3 separate regions of the Mus musculus genome follow, and regions 1 and 3 are each linked to region 2. The links are chromatin contacts, called in public Hi-C maps. All regions are on one chromosome and are shown on one strand. The core of a region is the stretch at or near the end of the contact, and the rest is flanking DNA. Distances in the headings are between cores, read along the strand shown. Region 1 overlaps Tert (telomerase reverse transcriptase). Region 2 overlaps Nkd2 (naked cuticle 2). Region 3 overlaps Slc6a19 (solute carrier family 6 (neurotransmitter transporter), member 19).

Evidence for each region. A called contact is a pair of places that touch in the nucleus more often than the background predicts.
Region 1: a contact with region 2 is called in a Hi-C map of CD8 T cells, with 6 times the contacts expected there. The contact joins two enhancer-like sites. A contact is called at or near these places in 3 of 15 datasets of contacts at CTCF or cohesin (CD8 T cells, large pre-B cells and pro-B cells), 100 of 484 Hi-C or Micro-C datasets (the 63-12 cell line, the AML12 cell line, B cells and 59 more), 4 of 115 datasets of contacts at active chromatin or transcription factors (bone marrow-derived dendritic cells, kidney, large pre-B cells and 1 more) and 4 of 9 other capture datasets (adipose tissue, embryonic stem cells, liver and 1 more).
Region 3: a contact with region 2 is called in a Hi-C map of bone marrow-derived macrophages, with 41 read pairs. The contact joins two enhancer-like sites. A contact is called at or near these places in 16 of 39 promoter capture datasets (the 3T3-L1 cell line, 3T3-L1-derived adipocytes, the C10 cell line and 10 more), 2 of 15 datasets of contacts at CTCF or cohesin (CD8 T cells and large pre-B cells), 3 of 484 Hi-C or Micro-C datasets (CD8 T cells, bone marrow-derived macrophages and inner cell mass), 3 of 115 datasets of contacts at active chromatin or transcription factors (double positive thymocytes, memory CD8 T cells and thymic regulatory T cells) and 4 of 9 other capture datasets (adipose tissue, liver, macrophages and 1 more).

The regions. Positions count from the first base shown.
Region 1 is chr13:73,645,365-73,648,431 of GRCm38.p6, forward strand. It overlaps Tert (telomerase reverse transcriptase), which reads left to right. Exons shown (of 16, transcript NM_009354.2): 12 at 817-943; 13 at 1,413-1,474; 14 at 2,583-2,707; 15 at 2,924-3,052. Among named protein-coding and RNA genes, the nearest start is that of Tert, 20 kb to the left of the region's middle. Within about 2 kb of position 1,532, at least 10 of the 459 cell types and tissues checked have an H3K27ac peak or open chromatin away from gene starts, as enhancers often do.
Region 2 is chr13:73,825,654-73,828,945 of GRCm38.p6, forward strand. Nkd2 (naked cuticle 2) reads right to left here. Exons shown (of 10, transcript NM_028186.5): 4 at 1,224-1,284; 5 at 31-158. Among named protein-coding and RNA genes, the nearest start is that of Gm30303, 20 kb to the right of the region's middle. Within about 2 kb of position 2,043, at least 4 of the 459 cell types and tissues checked have an H3K27ac peak or open chromatin away from gene starts, as enhancers often do.
Region 3 is chr13:73,687,237-73,690,550 of GRCm38.p6, forward strand. It overlaps Slc6a19 (solute carrier family 6 (neurotransmitter transporter), member 19), which reads right to left. Exons shown (of 12, transcript NM_028878.4): 4 at 2,480-2,661; 5 at 2,265-2,375; 6 at 1,809-1,921. Among named protein-coding and RNA genes, the nearest start is that of Slc6a18, 11 kb to the left of the region's middle. Within about 2 kb of position 1,920, at least 17 of the 459 cell types and tissues checked have an H3K27ac peak or open chromatin away from gene starts, as enhancers often do.

The DNA.
Region 1 (3,067 bases), core at 282-2,781, 180 kb before region 2:
GCGTGTCTGGAGGTCAGCCGGAGTGACTAGCAACATCCTAAAGGGAAAACATAGTGAACATAAGAATTTCTTTTTTCTCCTCACATACAAAATGTGATGAGAAGTGACAGAATACCGCAGAGTATCGTGAAGCATGGCACCCCTTCCTCTGGCCTCCACCCACACTCACCGGCATGCATTCACACACATATAAAAATAAGAAACCTGACAGAGGTAATTGTACCTGTCGCTTGTATTCATCTTTGAGGATCATGCAAAGTCACTGGATGACAAGAAGGCAACACCCCTTCATCCTGTCCTGGACATGTCCCATCTGTTGTCCCAAAGTGACCAAGATGCATCCTGCAGTCTGCAGGTGGTTGGACACCACTGTAGGCAATCCCTTACTGTTTGCTGTCACCAAACTCTGACTGGAGATAATATGCTCCAATCACAGTCTTGTGTTGGGAAGGTGCTCTGTCAGGCTGCAGTCACACTTAAAGAAGCACACACAGGGTTGTGACTTCCTATAGATTTACAATTCCTTCTGAACTGAATTTTCACAGCTCTTATTTGCCACCGATGAGCAAAGATGTCTGGTAATCCCATGCCCGGATAAGATGTATGTTGTTCACTACATCTGGTTGGGTTTGGCTGTCCAGGGCTCTGGCGGTGCTGTAAGCGAGTCCCAAGAGCCGGAATGGGTTCCATGTGTGAAGGTCCAACCGCATCTAAGCCTGCCTTGTGTGGCAGAGAGGGACAAGAGGTGGAAGGGCACTGATGTCGGTCTCTCAGGAGCTTAGTGTGGGAATCACACAGAATACCTTTGTGCTGCAGTTATGCCCAGACCTCAATTAAGACGAGCCTCACCTTCCAGAGTGTCTTCAAAGCTGGGAAGACCATGCGGAACAAGCTCCTGTCGGTCTTGCGGTTGAAGTGTCACGGTCTATTTCTAGACTTGCAGGTGAGCAAACAGGCAGCTACCTCACCTGTTGGATCTTAGGATAGATCCTGTTCTCTGGGGGGGCAGGGGTGTTCATGGATATGCACATGTGTGTACAGGTGCAAGCCGTGTATGTGAGGAACATGTAGAAAAGTGGATGTGTACTGAGGATCCCTGAGCATTCACCCTGCTCATCCCCATCACTTTCCAATCCTGACATTCGCTCCCACAGAGAGAAAGGTTCCCTGGATCCTGACCTTGGCGGTTGACTCTTAGGCCATGACTGCTGAGGTCTCTGTCCAGCAGGGGCCACTGTGGTAGGCTTTGGCCTCAGCTCTCTCCTGCTTCCTCCCCATGAGGGCCTGGCATGATTTTGGTGGGGGAGTTTCCCCACAAGTGGCTTTCTCATCCTATTTGACAACAACACAGAAAGTGTTCATTTGTGATCTCAGGGACATTGCTGATGGTTCTCTTTCTCTTGGGACTCCAGGTGAACAGCCTCCAGACAGTCTGCATCAATATATACAAGATCTTCCTGCTTCAGGCCTACAGGTGAGTCATGGGCTGTGCCACCACTAGAGGGAGGCACAGACCAGAAATGCCGGCCTTGCTGTCGGCTGGGGTTCTGAAGCTCAAGGCGGAGCTGCTCTTGGCTCCCCCTGGTTGGGTGGCCACTGAAATGCAGTCAGGAAAAGGCAGCATTTAGTTGAGTCTCCACACAACCCCATATTTGTAAGGTAAGACCCTCTTCTGGTCTCCCTGTGCTGAGAGAGCACATGTAACCTTATGTGCTAACCAGAGCCCGTGGTCTTGAGACAGGAGGGGATGCTGGCATAAGGAGCCCCCCAAGAAAGCACCGCAGAAGGAATCAGATGAGAAAGGGAAGCAGGGGGACCCAGAGCCCCAGAAAGCAGAGAACCAGAGCTATTGCTGATAGTGTCACCAGTCTTGCACCAGAAGGCACAACAAGCACCCAGCTGAAAGTATCCTGGCCACCAATGTGCCCTACACATTGGCTTATGCCTCTGGAACATTTTTGTCCTCGGTTCTATGCATCTGAAGTCAGGTGCACTAGGCCAGACCCATGTCATTCATTCATTACACAGTCACTACTCTACATGACCATAGGCACACAGCATACGTAGGCCCTTTCTTCTGAGGTTTCCTGTAGGGGTGGAATTGGTTTCCCTTGATTCGTGAAAGGAGAGCTGCCCTGCAGAGCTGTAGCAGAGGGCACCATTCTGCTGAGAGTTGGCAGATGGTCATACCAACCACAGGTCAGATTTATGCCACTGTGGATCTGGCTGCCTCTAAGTAACCTCCTGGTCACTGGGGCTGGGTGTGGGGAAGAGCTTGTGCTATAGAGGACACAATTTCAGTGTCAGGCAGTCTACCCCCGATATGACATGACGTAGCAGGTGCACAGGGTACCTGGGAAGGGACTAGTTTCATGACATTATATAGGAATGAAGACATGTGTGCGCGCACACACACACATGCTTGTGTGTTCACTTGTAGTTGTAATTCCATTTGTACACGCAAATATGTGATGCACATGAATCTCTGTTTATAATTCACATGTATGCATAGACGAGAGCTTGCACTTGTGTGTATGCACACTTACCAGGGCCTCTTCCTCTCCACTGTGGCTCCCGCCCAGGTTCCATGCATGTGTGATTCAGCTTCCCTTTGACCAGCGTGTTAGGAAGAACCTCACATTCTTTCTGGGCATCATCTCCAGCCAAGCATCCTGCTGCTATGCTATCCTGAAGGTCAAGAATCCAGGTGCGTAGACGGCCAAGGGCCAGCATTCTCACGGTGGGCGGGGTCTCATGGTGGGCGGGCGGGGGGGCGGGGGCAGGGGGGCATCATGCACTCACTCAGGAGCTAGTGTAACCAACCATCCTTCCTGGGCCTCAGCCCTAGCAGGTTAGGGAGGTGTTGAGAGATCATGAGGGTCTGTGGCCAGCTGGGTTCTTCAGCCTCTGTCTGATCCCCCAGGAATGACACTAAAGGCCTCTGGCTCCTTTCCTCCTGAAGCCGCACATTGGCTCTGCTACCAGGCCTTCCTGCTCAAGCTGGCTGCTCATTCTGTCATCTACAAATGTCTCCTGGGACCTCTGAGGACAGGTGAGTGAGCTCCTT
Region 2 (3,292 bases), core at 793-3,292:
TTACGCAGATGTACACAGGAGAGGACTTACGTCAATGTTCAAGTGCTTCTTGCTAAGTCTCAGTGGACCCTCACGGCTTGCTGCCTTCTCCCCATCATCTGTGCTGAAGAGCTGGCCCTGGCCCTCATGGCCCTCAGACTTCTCAGGGGGCAGCACAACTGAAAGGGCAAGAGGAGGTGAGACAAGGGCCTGTCCCATGTGGGTAGCGTGACTATCTTGCTCTATTCTGTTCTACATGAGCTCTGAGCTAGAGCCTGCTCCTGTAGAATAGGAAAGTAGTGAGAAGAGAGAGGCCTCACTTGGGTTAGTTCAACTATGTATACCCTGGCTGTACTTTGCAGTCTGTAGTGACTTTCAGTGAGCAATCTGTCTCCTCTAGGCTGACATTGTACAGATGAGGTGGGAGAAGGACCTTCAAGATCAAAACAGAGTAGTCACCACTCCTGAGTCCTCCAGGAGAGTGAGTCCCTGTATCCCCAGGTTTTCTCCTCATTTTCTAATGCCTTCATCCAAAACCCACTGGCAAGGCCACATGTGGGCTAGCTGTTGGCCAAGCAGTCTTGTCTCCCCTGACTTCCAGTGTGAATGGATAAGAAGCCCTGTTTCTGGGGCTCACATATTCTCAGGGTCTCAAGCTGTGTCTTGACAGGGGCCCAGGTTGTTGGTCAGGTGTCTGTCCAGGTATGAGCTGAGAGGATGCCCAGTACCTGAGTTGCAGTAGGCAGTGCTAGGAGTCCCTCTGGGCTTCAGCAGATGTCTGAAGGGGGATCTATAGGCTAGTGCACCTACTAACTAGAAGCCGGTAAGAACTCATCACTTCTCTGTGTGGGGCTAACTCCACCAAAGATACACACATATGATAGTGACTCAAGCAGGGTTCAAGTCACAGATTTAGGACCACTCCACCACTCCACAACTGGTGCAGCAAGTGGCCATGACATTAGCTCAAAATTCAAGAGCACCAGTCCATGCAACCCAACCTCCCCACTCAGTCCCAGAACTACATACACAAACCACTGTACAGGGACCCTGTGGCTCAATATTTTGCTTCTCCTGTGGACATATCCGAGCTGCCTGCTTGGTAAGGAATCTCAGGTAACAGGTCTCTGCTTACTAAAGAACTAGCTTCTCTTGCGACTAGGAAGCAACTGATCTCAGTTGTATGCCAGTGTTGAGGGTTTTGTGGTGTGAGTCCTAGGCTCGGGGTAAAGAGCTAGACTTACCTTCTAGGGAACCCTTGTCGTCCCAGAAAGGCCCCTCCTTAGGGTCTCCATTGAGCAGCTCCTGGAAAACAACATGGCAACATAGGATTACGAACTCTAGACTGAGAAGAGCAGAGGAGGACAACAAATAAGCCTGAGCCTGAGACCTCAATAGAAACCAGCATCAGGCCTCTAAGAGGCCTTCTCGGCGTGATCTGTGGGCCCACCTAGACCACCAGCTCCTTCCAGCTTCACACAGCAGAATGTACAAATGTTGTGTGCTAGAGTCATTTCTAGGACTTGGCCTCATTGCCTGGAAGCAAAACCCACTTTCAAGCGAGACTTAGGATCTCCCAGGGCTCAGTCCCAACACTGCCAACCCACATGTATAGAAGCCTCTAATCCAAGAACCCTTATGTGTTGTCACTCTGTTCCTGGCCTAGCTTGCAAAGCTTTCCACCAAAACTGACCCCCCCCCATGGTACCCAGGGTGGCATTCACTGGAGCAGCAAAGGGGCCACGGCCTCCTTCAGGGCTGGGCTGAGGAGCAGGGATGACTGCCAAGAAACATCCTTAGCCCACAGCTGATCCCAAGACAAGTTATGGGAAAACGGGAAGGACTTCAAACACATCCAGGCAACATTTCAGCCAAGAGACTCTGCAGAACAAAAGCTCACATGGTTCTCGTGAATAACCCGCAGAAGCAAAGGCTACAAGAAAGGAAATATAAAACGTGCCACGGAAGCCATCTGCAATCAAAGGGCCCTTCGGGACAGGAGAGCTCGCAGCCCCCAGCCCAGCACTCAGGGCCCCGGGGAGCATTTCCCACCAGTTGTTTCCTGGCATTTCTGTTTGACTCCAGGTGGCTTCAAAGTTTCAAACCCTCAAGGAGATGGGAAGTTGAGCTAAGATTCATTCGTCTGGCAACGTCCCTGGGGATTACATGGGCCAGATGAGCCCTTGGGTTGGTAGCTGGGGACAGGAGGAAGATAAGACTCCTCAATTTTATATCTCATCCGGAAAAAGTATCCCAGGTACACTTTGACACATTCTCACTTGTCAGGGACTACAGGGTGGTCACTAGCCCCTACCCCATTCCTCCCTGTGGATCACATGGGATGGTGTCTGGCAGACATAGGTCTCATTCAAACCCAGAGCATGGAATGACAGAGCATATTTAAAAACCTGATGCCTTTGGGATAAGGTAGGGGGAACATTCTGTCTCTCGCAGCAAATAAGAAAATAACCATGAAGCCCCCACGCCTGAATGGACAGGCTGACTGCTCTGCAGTATGTGAGAAGGAATAGCAGAAATGCTCAGGTACGTGGGACAGAGACGGGGATAATACAGCAGTATTCGGGGCAGTATTTGCTGTGTGAGGCTTGGGGGAGGACAAACCCCAAGTGTTCGTCTCCTGAAAGGAGAAGCCAGGATAGCCTTAGGACTAACCCAAAGTGCAACATGGGGAAGAGAGAGGGGCTCCTCTCTAGGTGTTTGTCTGTCTGTCTTTGTTTGTTTTGGCTGTGCAGCAGTTGTAGGAAATACAGCATTTGAGGAACCCTTACAGAAAACCAAATGGCCAAGTTGAGTGACTAGGGCCAGGAAGTAGGGGACACTCCTGCTCATATTGACATCTAAGAACATACATAGTCTTCCTCTCTCTGGGCCTCCTAACTCATGGGAACCATTATGAATAAGATGCATACATAGCTTGTTAATCTTAGGATGTCACTTCAGGGATTACGCTAGAGATCATCTTAATGAGAAAACCTCCTAATTATTAAAAATATTAGCTACCCACATATGGCAGCATGTGCCTTTAATTCTAGCATCTGGGAGACAGAGGGGCAAGGGATCTCTGTGAGTTCGAGGCCAGCCTGGCCTACTTAGCAAGCTTCAGGACGGCCAGGACTAACATAATGAGAAAGGAGGAGACGGTCCTCATTCATTCACTGATCAAATAACCCACAGCCGGAATGAAGGCTCAAAGGGTCTGATTGTAATGAAGTGCAAGGAATCCGTCCTGGCTCTACGAAACTTTTTTTGTCTGCAATGCATAGTGACATGTCCTGCGACTGGAGGCCTGAGC
Region 3 (3,314 bases), core at 670-3,169, 140 kb before region 2:
TTGAACATACCCTGATCCCAGTCTTTGAACCCCAACACCCAACACTGCTGCCATTGTGCTGCCCCATGCTGGGTCAAAAGCAGAGTACACGACCATCAGAAAAGTGCATGTCACACTGCAGCACAGCCACCCCACCTGGAAGGAAGGCTACCCCCAAAACACAGATAATTACAAAAGTTGACAAGAAAGGGAAACAGAGGCCACCCTGCACAACTGGAGGGAACTTGTATTCGCATGGTACTGTGGAGAGCAGCCTGTGGGTCCTTAGACGGCTGATCATGGAGTAGCATGATGGCAGGTCTCCTCCCAGATATACCCCAGAAACATGGCAGCAGCACGTGTGGGGCAAGCACCTTTCCCAATTAAAAGCAGAAGCAGCCAAAGTCCCTGCAGGTGGGTGAGCAAGCACATTTAGGCTGTCCTCACAGCAGATGGTCAGCCAGCCACACCAGTCTGTAGTACCAACACACTTTACAATCAGGGAAGCGTCATGTCCGTGAGAAACCAGATGCCAAAGACCCCACCCCTCCAGTTCTACCCACAGGGAGTAGTCAAGCAGACAAAGCAGAGGCAGGAGCCAAGAAATGCAGTGGACCTGGGAGTTCAGGAATGCCTGCTCATCAGAATGTTCTAGAACTAAATGGGAATGGTGACTGAACAACTGTATGAATGTGCTAGAGCCATCGGACTCATGTGAATGGATTCATGTAGTCTAGTGTGGATGAACTGCACAGAATACAAACTGTCTGAATAAAACTGCCATAAAAATAATTCACACACAGCTCCATTTGGGCTCTACCTGCAGTGGCACTTCTAGGGTTGCCTTCTAGAACATTTTCCATGGCATCAGAATTGGCTTGTGAAGAAGCCTGAGACCCATCAGTCAGTGACTAAAAGACAATAGTTCAATAGAACACCTGCCCATCCACCCAATTTCAACACATCTTCTGAAGGGTCTGCACTCCCAGACCATAGGGACCACAGACCCTGCCCTCTAAGAACAGAAAGTTCCTGTGGCATGCCTATTGAAAACCACACCTTCCAAAACAGACATACTCTGCTTGTCAGGCCCTGCCTCTACTCTAGCCTTGTCTGCAGCCTAGGTCTCTCCATGGGGTTGCCTATCCTGAGCCCTTGAAGCTCTGTTTGTTCTACCAGGAGCCTCCATCCACTCCCTGACCATCACTGCAAACCACCTCAGGCTTATCACTGCAAACCACCAACTGATCCCACTGCTTTCCCCTGACCAACACTGGTCACAGAGGATGGGTCTGATTGCACTAAGCCTGCATAGTTTTCCCTAAACCTTTGTGGGAAACAATAAATATCACCTATATTCTCTCTGAATGTTTGTGAGTGTTCTTCATTGCTTAGGGACTTTCCAGAAGATGTCAGGGTCACAGCTTTCAGGATCTTTTCTGGGTCCAGGGTGAGCTCTGGGGGCACCAATATACCTGGGAGTTCTGAGGTAGACTGGGAACAAGGTGGCCATCAAGTTTGGGAGTGGAGAAGGGAGCATACTAGACTAAGCAGCAGAGATTATCAAGGGATCCAGCAAGGGGAGATCCTCTCAAAGCCTCTGTTTCTGTTCCTGCCAGCTCTGTGCTTAGACAGGGCTGGTGGAGGGCAGCTCAGTCACACTGGCCAACACTGGTTTCGGAGACTGTGCTTTTGAAAGCACTTTCCTTCTTAACCGCACAGCATAGTTCTACATGGTCTGACGGAGAAACTAGACTCCAGAAGCAAGGTGCTCTTAGGGGCCCCACAGCTCCTATCCCTGGGAGCCCTCCCTTCACCTCCATACTCACTGCACAGAGTTGTAGCTGGAGAAGGAGATGAGGCCCCCGAAGGCCAGTGAGAAGGAGTAGAAGACCTGAGCACCTGCATCCAGCCACGTGTTGGGGTTGCTCAGCTCTGTGATCTGTCATACAGGGACTCAGCTGTGACCACAGAAAGCAGGCCTCCCCCTCCACTGAGGAAGAAGCTATCTCCTTCCCCAGGAGTGGATGCCATTCTACACAGAGGAGAAAAAAAAAAAGACAAGCCACCCAAGAATTTCCCTCCAGGATACATATGTTAAAGGCCCACCCGTAGGCTGACCCCTTGCCAGGTCCTTATCAACCAGGACACTAGCCTCGGCATCAGACAGTTGGCTGTCACCATATAGAAATGAGCTGGCCTTGAAGCAAGAGAATCCAGCATGGACTTCTTCCTTGGGATCTGAAGGCCTGGGGTAGTCAACTGGTAGATGGCAGAGAACTCACATTGGGTGTGAAAAGGAAGACAATGCCGTTGGTGGCACCCTTCAGAGTCAAGCCACGGATGAGAAAGATGGTCAGTACAACATAGGGCAGGGTGGAGGTGATGTACACAGCCTGTGAGGAACAGGGTGGGGAAGACACAGTGTGGGATGGGTGCAGTGGTCAGACAAGGAAAAAGGGCCAATTCAGGACACATCATGATCAGTTGCATACTGCACCTTCCCAGTGGTCTCGATGCCACGGATAATACACACATACAGCACACTCCAGGCACATGTCAGGCAGAGCAGGATCCACCACTGGATGGAGCCTGAGTCACTGATGGAAGTGGAGATATTAAGAGTCTCTCGGTACCAGAAGTAGTCCACGGAAGAGCTCTTGGCACACTCTTCCACATAGCCTGCAGAAGCAGAGCACATATCAAAGTTTGGGTCAAAAGTGGGGACAAGCTAGAAATAAGCCAGGGGAAAGGACAAAAACCTAGCCTCTGTCTGAGGCGTTCACAACAAGAATATGTTTGTGCACATGAATATAGCCTCACATGTACACATGGGCACTTGTGAATACACCCACACATCTGCATCCACACACCACACACGTGTGCATGTGCACACTTGTTTGTACATAAGTGCTCATCTATGTGAAGTCTGCTAAGAGCTGTTGGGCTCTGATGTGGATCCAGGCCTCTGAGAACCAGCTCCTCCCTCACTCCTGGAAGAAACTCCCTATTACACCTGAAGTAGCTGGCACACGGTCTTTGGGACTCTATGGCCATACCCATGATCATTACAGTCCAACTCTGTTATCACCATAGGTGGTGGTTATCTCACCACCTCTTCCTCAAAGAACCAACTGGGGCTCTCCTACCAGAAGAAATCAAGATCCTGGGGAGGACTTGTACTTTGACCAAAACAGGTCCATCTTGATAGACTCCTAAAGGTTCATGTGAGACCCTCAGAGCTACTCTGCTAGTCAGGACAGTGGTTACCAAACAGGTTGCTCAGTCTCCTCTGCAGCTTTGTGTGTCTGTGAGCCAGATGTGTCCCATAGATC